Linked DNA regions of Xenopus laevis: region 2 is linked to region 1. A link is a contact called in public Hi-C data. All regions are on one chromosome and are shown on one strand. Each heading gives the region's core, a stretch centred on a gene start, on an enhancer-like site or on the middle of the called end of the contact. The rest is flanking DNA. Distances are from core to core; before and after follow the strand shown.

What was found. A called contact is a pair of places that touch in the nucleus more often than the background predicts.
Region 2: a Hi-C map of the XL177 cell line shows a contact between it and region 1, with 4 times the contacts expected there. The contact joins the promoter of hemk1.L here to the enhancer-like site in region 1. A contact is called at or near these places in 3 of 4 Hi-C or Micro-C datasets (the XL177 cell line, the XTC cell line and animal cap).

What each region holds. Positions count from the first base shown.
Region 1 is chr4L:126,574,948-126,578,988 of Xenopus_laevis_v10.1, forward strand. No RefSeq gene overlaps it. Among protein-coding and RNA genes, the nearest start is that of mapkapk3.L, 15 kb to the left of the region's middle. Within about 2 kb of position 1,839, at least 1 of the 7 cell types and tissues checked has an H3K27ac peak or open chromatin away from gene starts, as enhancers often do.
Region 2 is chr4L:126,627,106-126,631,192 of Xenopus_laevis_v10.1, forward strand. hemk1.L (MTRF1L release factor glutamine methyltransferase) reads right to left here and starts at 2,832. Exons shown (of 11, transcript XR_005967060.1): 1 at 2,580-2,832.

The DNA of each region.
Region 1 (4,041 bases), core at 589-3,088:
GTGCCCGCACCTCTGACAGTAGTTGATTGGAGGTGCTTGATCAATATTTGTGATATAGGTGATAAAGGATCCGCACTCTCATTTTCAAAGTATAACAACTTTTATTTATCGCATTACAATCCGACGTTTCGGTCCCTCCTGGGGACCTTTCTCAAGGAATATATAGTATATGTTTACTCACTAGTTATGGGAGGCACTTTGGTCATTTATTTTATATTTTAATACGTAATTTGCTTGTTAATTTTTCTAATACATGAAGCACCAGTTGTAACATTTCAATGCTTTTCTTTATATTCTATTAATGTGTCTCTGAACGGCCAGTTGCTTTCTCTATTTCTCTCCTGTGACGCATAAGGCATAAAACGAGTAAGGCTATTACTTGGGGATTTATTCACTAGATAAACCCATCTTTTAACATATCTGTAAATGGGCAGGTCTATCTTTGCTTTAATGCAGGTTGCTCCACCAGCATGTACAGATATGGGGTCCATTATCTGGAAACCTGTTATCCAGAGATCTCCGAATTACAGAATAGGTGTCTTCCATTGACTTTATTTTAATTAAATAATTCACATTTTTCAAAATGATTTCCTTTTTCCATGTAGTAATAAAACAATACCTTGTACTTGATCCAAACTAAGATTGAATTAATCCTTAATGGATGTAAAACAATCCTATTGGGTTTACTTTATGTTTGAATTACCTTTTAGCAGACATAAGGTATGAAGATCCGATTTACCCCAGGTCCCAGGCATTCTAGATAACAGGTCCCATATCTGTACTAGATTATATTGAATTTATATCCAAAGCAAAACATCACCTGCTGCCTTTATGGACCATGATGCTCAGTAAGTTTGTCTTGAGGGATATGAGTAGAGAGATATACAATATGGCTTTACAAATACAAAATAAGGTCAATCTTTAAACCTTCTGAATGCATAGAGAATAGTAAACTACTTGTTCGACAAAATCTTTGCGAACAGTGAGAACTGGCACCCCAGCACGTAATACAGTGGCAGTAGATGGAAATGACATCCCCCAGGACATGGAGCATTGCCCCCAAAAACCAACATGACATTATCATTTTCTGTGCTCAGATTTCAATTTCAAACTCTGGTTACCTTAGCTAATAGCTGCTCTGACTTTGTCTTTTAACATGTCCATGTTGTGGATTGTGGTAAAACAATGGAAGATCCATAAAAAAACATTTTTAAATGTAGGTTAGGATAAAATTGTATTGGAATCTATATTAAAGGGGACCTGTCACCCTAAAATATAATTCCAAATAATTTTCTATTGTGTTTGGCAAGCAAAATAAACTTCACTTACACTATATAAATTATTTAAATATTGTTTCCTTCAGTCTTGGAATTAAATAATCACATAAAGCAGGCAGATGCCATTTTGTGGACTCTGGCTTTGCACCATACCAAAATCTTGTTTATGTGCCTAAAGGGGGGACCTGATACCCAGGCCCATGCACTGGCTACACAATTAGATGGTTAGGAGGGAGGAGAAAGGTGAAGAGTGCAGTTAAATTTAGGAAGTGCTTAATAGAGAGTAAAAGTATTTGTCTGCCCTGCCTCTATGCGTAAGGCAACATATGATTCACAGCTGAGATTTTTAAATATCTTTATAGTGAGCATGGATGTGTTAATAAAAAAATATTTTGGGCTTCATGTTAAATTTGAAAAGGGCTTCTATTATACAGCTTTTTATGTCTGGGTGACAGGTCCCCTTTAAATGCTTTTATACGCAATTTTTCCGTATTCCACTAGAGGGTGATGAAAGGCTGCAAAAGGGCAGTGGAATAGGCATCTGGCTCTACACATTAATTTTGGGAAGAGGAAAGATGTGCAAACTATAGCTATCAGGGTCTTACTGATCAACTGTCCCCCCAGGTTCTGCTATTCTTTCTCTTGGCAGCTTTCATGATAATTTTGCTAAAAGCAGATAAACCCCAGAGACTGTTAGTGGTGGATACTACTACAGGGGGGCGCCCAAGTCAAGCCTCTCTTTGGGCAGAGACACATGTGGAGATTAGTTGCCTGACAAATCGCCTCTTCTTCGGGTGACTAATCTCCTCGCAATGCCTTTCCGCCGGCTAGAATCAAAATCGCCGGTGGGATGGCTCTCAAAACACTTCATTTTCCGAAGTCGCCCGAAGTTTCCTCGTGTGGCAACTTTGGGTAATGAGTAATAAAGAATAGTAATAACAATAAATGCTTATACTTAAAGATAACTTGTTTTGTAAAAGGGGTCAGCGAAACTCATCTGAAAGCTGGAAAGAGTCAGAAGAAGAAAATAAATAATGAAGACCAATTGAAAAGTTGCTTAGACTATGCCTTTCTTTAACATACTAAACTGGGAGAGCTGGAGGTGCTGATGCTGGAGGGAAAATATGATGTGATTGGTGTGGCCGAAACATGGCTGAATGAGTAGCATGACATGACTGGGCAGTAAATATCAGTGGCTATACTTTGTTTCGTAGGGACAGAGGCAATAGAAAAGGAGGAGGGATATGTCTGTTTGTCAGGCAGGATTTAAAAGCTTAAATAAAGGAGGAGGTTATGTTAGAAAATAAAGGGGCAGAAGTCTTATGGGTAGTGATGGGCGAATTTGGGGCATTTCGCTTTGCCGAAAAATTCGTGAAACAGCGCCGGTGTCTCGTTTTGAATTTTCACTGCGGTTTCGTGAATAGCGGGAATTCACTGCAAATTCCCGCCTGGCAAATAAATTCTCCCATCAATACTTATGGGTAGAGTTCTTCAACAATTGTAAAGAGTCCAGCAAATTAATTGTAGGAGTCACTATAGACCCCCTGATGTAAGTGAGGAGGAGGAGGCTAAGCTCCTGATGCAAATAGAAATGGCTGCTAGTTTGGGTAAAGTAATGATAATGGGTGATTTCAATTACCCAGATATTGACTGGAGCAACAGTACTGCCAGATCAGTTAAAGGAACAAGTTTATAAACTTGTTGCACAGGTTGTTGAGGAGCCAACCAGATAAAATGCTATTCTGGATCTAGTGATCTCTAATGACCCAGAACTTAAAGCAAATGTGCAAGTCATTGAACCCCTGGGTAATAGTGACCATCATTTTATATCATTTCATGTCTGGTGCAAAAAACAAATATATACTGGGGCAACAAAAACCATGAATTTCAGAAAAGCTAATTTTAGTGCCTTGAGGGCTGCCCTTCAGAGCTAAAAACACAGAAATGGTTGTCATTTAAAATGATATTAAATCATTACTGTTCTCAATTTATTCCCTTTATTTCCAGGGAAATTCGCAAAACAGCGTAAAATTTGCGAAATGGTGAAAAATTCGCAAAACGGCGCCGGCATCTCATTTTTGACTCCAGCATTCATTTTTCGCCACTGAATTTGCGTGCCGTTTCGCCGGCGGTGAAGTAAAGAAGTTAATAGGAAAGAATGTTTAGAAGCAAGAGGCCCACTGACACCTGGGCCCACCGGGAGTTTTCCTGGTTTCCCGGTGGGCCTGTCCGACACTGTATATAAGGGGATTATATAATAATCTTTCTAATGCTTTATTTACCAATAGGTCTTTCCATCTGATACAAGGTCACCCATTCCATTTAGAAGAAAAGAGGTTTAGCCTAACTATTTGGAAGGGGATTTTAACAGTGAGAGCTGTGAAGATGTGGAATTCTCTCCCTGAATCAGTTGTACAGGCTGATACATTAGATAGCTTTAAGAAGGGGTTGGATGGCTTTTTAGCAAGTGAGGAAATACAGGGTTATGGAAGATAACTCAAATTGATCCAGGGACTGGTCCGATTGCCTTTTTGGAGTGAGGAAGGAATTTTTTCACCCTCTGAGGCAAATTGGAGAGGCTTCAGATGGGTTTTTTTGCCTTCCTCTGGATCAGCTGGCAGTTAGGCAGGTTAAAAAAAGTTAAAAGGTTGAACTTGATGGACGTGTGTCTTTTTTCAACCTTACTTACTATGTTTCTATGTTAAAAGTTAACTTAAAGATCACCTAGCAGTTATGTAGGTTTTGACACATGCTCAGTTTTGAA
Region 2 (4,087 bases), core at 1,582-4,081, 53 kb after region 1:
ATACGGTGCCAGCATTCAATCGCCCCACCCCTAAGGCACCGCCATGTTGGCTCTGTAGTCCCACTGTGCAGCGGCCGTCCAGCCCCCAGTCCCTGCACATGGGCGTTCCTTTACCCCGGGGCCTTGCAGGGGCCGTGACGTTACAGCAGCCTCCGCCGCTTTGCTGCATCACCCGCTCCTGCAGCCGCCGCCGGGACAGGCCCCGGAACCCCCAGCCCATACGGGAGACATGGCCAAGGTGGAGCAGATCCTTCAGCTGGAGCCCCAGCATGAGCTTAAATTCCGAGGTACTGGGGGGTTGTAGGGCAGCCAAGAGGCACCAGTCACCCTTGCAATCCCTTTATTAATCCTGTAACGCACGGGGTATCTGCCGGGTTATGTGGGTTATTGGGCCGGAGCATTGGGGTACATGGGTAATGCGCCATCGGAAATCATTTGTAATGAGCTACTGGGAGACACATGATGGGTAAGGAATACTCTGAAGAGACATTACATTAAACACATTATGTTAAAGTTAAAAAACTTAAACTGTTATGATATTTATAAACACTATTTAAAGTTTAATCATAACTGAGTTAGTGTCATTTATAATTTTTTAATGTAATGAGGGGAGCAATTACTGAGCAGGGTTATTGGTGGGGTAGAGGGTGTCATGAAGCGCTGGCACCAGAATGTGCCATTAAATGTGGAGAGCCAGCAATGCTTCTGCCACACACGGTCATTAAATAATGGGGGCCACTTTGTCTGCTTTTTGTTAGTGCACACTGTGTCTCTGATGCTGCCATGCCAACCAAGGGGAAGGGTTGTGTTTTTGTAAAATGGGCGTGTCTTTGAGGGGGTGTCCATCAAGTGGGCGTGGCCAAAAAAAATTCTGTGTGGCCAAAAAAAATTCAACTTTTTCTGTCCCTTTTTCCTGTTCTCAAATGTTGGGAGGTATGCTTACGGGTGTGTTACTGTGCAGGGTAACAGAACACTATATTAACTGCAGATAAAGCCCCTTTTTTGATGTTACTGGCCCTTAAGGTAACAAAAGGGTAGCAAAAAAAGTAATTTATTGTGCTTTCAAACATTGATGCTTAGGCTTCAGCATACCTCCCAACTGTCCCACTTTCAGAGGGACAGTCCGTCTTTTGACCGCTCAATACGCAGTCCCTCGTTTGTACTGGAAAGTCCTGTTTTTCTCTGCACTGAACAGCCAGAAAATGAAACAAACTTTCTAACTTAATTGGCTTTTGGCAGAGAGCCCAGAACAGCCACAGCTGCATATAACACACTTTTTGTAACAATTTCGAGATAAGCAAATAAGTAATTCTAACAATAAATGATAACAGGTCCCCACAGCTTAAAGGGCAATACACCATCATTAGCAAAACTGTAATAACTGGAAAAAAAAACAGAGATATGTTCAAACTTTCATAACATGCCAAATTTTGTAAACTGAACATGGTAATTAGGGGGTGTGGCCACAACAATGGGCATGGTCAAAAAATTTGCCAAACTAAGCACGCCAACTATTTTGTCCCTCTTTTTATTTCCAAAATGTTGAGAGGTATTCTTCAGTGCCTGTAAACATTTAGTATACAACAAATTGGTAACATGCAGTTGGAGCAGGGTTTCCCTTCCTAGAAAAATAACTGGGGAAACATAAAACCAGTCACTGATCTAACAAATTGGTAACATGCAGTTGGAGCAGGGTTTCCCTTCCTAGAAAAATAACTGGGGAAACATAAAACCAGTCACTGATCTATCAAAGTGGCCATTATATTGGCAGTCAGCATCAGGTATGTGTGGTTCACTATGAAGACACTGGTCACTAGCAACTCGATACCTCTAACAAAGGCATTTCTCTGTCTAACTTGGTAAACAAAGTGGTTGTGCTTTGAATACAAAATACTGACACTATCTTAGAAAATTAGTGGGGCGTGCAGAGCAAATGTGACCACAGTCCATGCTATAAACAAGACAATTAATTATGGGTGCCTAAACCCTACAAACTCAAGGCTCCCTCTTCCATGAATCTTGGAATCTCCATGCATAATATTAAGCAATAAATTACATTAAACCAGTCATTAAAAAAAAAAAAAAGACATAATACATTATAAAATAATTTCCTACAGTTCAAAGTAGCAGTGTTTATTGTATAATTTTTTGAAAATATATATATTACAGCCATGAATATTGCTATTAATATAAGAATAATAAATAAAAACAAACAAGGGAAAGTTGTGCTCACCACTAATTTTTAAAAACAGTAGGCGGGGGTGCAATGAGGCTGTGACCACAAAATCCATATAGACAAATACAAAAGTCCTCTGCACTCAACCCATTCTCAATATATTTAAGACAGACATTTTGTGCATACTGCTACTTTTAAGGCATTTTTCATAAATATATTGAGAATGGGTTGAGTGCAGAGGACTTTTGAGTTTGTGTATATATGTATATATATATATATATATATATATATATATATATTATATATATATATATATATATATATATATATATATATATTCTTTTTTTAACCCAAAGCCCTTAAACAATCAAAAAAGCAGCCTATAAGGCTTAGTATCCCTTACCCAGTGCCTTACCAATACATAGACCAGGACTCAGTGTCTCAGCAGGTTTTAAGCAGAGCAACTGTGAACCATGACCAGAAATCCTGGGAGAATTCTTGCTACTACTGGTCCAATCCTGCTAGTTAATTCTGTCAATGAGCCGGCATACAGCTTGCAAGTTCAGCCCTGCAAAACATGCTGCTTCCTGTGTGCGTCACAAAGTGCTCCTGAGTCCTCTGCAACAGCGATTGCTCACTTTAGTTCCTCTGCGCGGCTCTGCGTATTGGTTCCCCCTTCAATACATGGGGAAGCCTGATAGTGATTAAACATGTACCATTATTACTCACTATTGATCTTATTATACCTGTGTGTAACGTGGTTCCTTTAGCTCTCCTTTGCTGTTGCACTATAATACAACTGATACACCTTTTGTTGTTAGTTAATAAGGGAATTATTTATCTCAGGGCATACAGATCACAGGGTTGTGTGTGTGTTTGGGGGGGGTTCTCTGGCTGTATAGTAAGACAGATGCTGTATTTAAAACTTTGTGTTTACTTAGTTTATTGGTGGTCTTCATTTTTTATTAACCTGACAGAGAGCCTGAACCCTGGGGGTGTTTGCCAAGTGATATTTTACCTGTTTGGCCACTAAAAATGGTTGATGCCAGCAATTATTAATAAGTAGAAAAAGCTAATAGTACATGCATGTGCTGGAGCAATACCAGAGAGATAAACTAACCCAATTGTGGGGTACCAGGAAAAATCCAGATGAGTCCACGTGTTTGTAGGGTTGCCACCTGGCCAGCATTTTACTGACCTGGCCGGTAAAAATGATGGCTGATCCCAATGTTATTAATAGGGAAAACTGCAACTGCAAAGTTGACAGCTCTGTTGACCCAAATATTTGGCCTTATATGGCTACTGTATCTCATGGCTATTCTCCATTTGTGTATGAGAACTAAGAGAAGAAATAGAGGGAAGGATAGATGATATTATCTAAAGAAAAGATATTAGGAAATCATACCTCCCAACATTTCAAAATATGTGACTATGCCCATGTTATGGCCACACCCCTGAATACCATGTCTATTTTACAAAATTTGCCAGGTTATGGAAAGTCTGAACACATTTCTGGAAGTTTTAGGGCAATGTTTTATGAGTTATAGCAGTTTTTCTAATAAAGGTGAATTGCCTTTTAAACTGTGAGTCTCAGTTCTCACAAGAGCCCTGCTTATCTTAAATAGTTACAATTGTATATTTGCGTATCTTAAATTGTTACAAATGAATCAAAGTGCAGGTGCTAAGTGTTCTGGGTTCTCTGCCAAGAGCCTATTTATTTAAATATCAGAAACTTTGTATCTTTTTCTGGCTGTTCAGTGCAGGAGATCAAAGAGAAAGTCTGGACATTTCAGCAACAATCCTGGACTGCGGGCTGAGCTGTCAAAATCGGGACTGTCCAGCAAAAAACGGGACAGTTGAGAGGTATGGAATAAAGTCTGGAGAGAGGGCTGCTTGTCTGAGGTTCTCTGG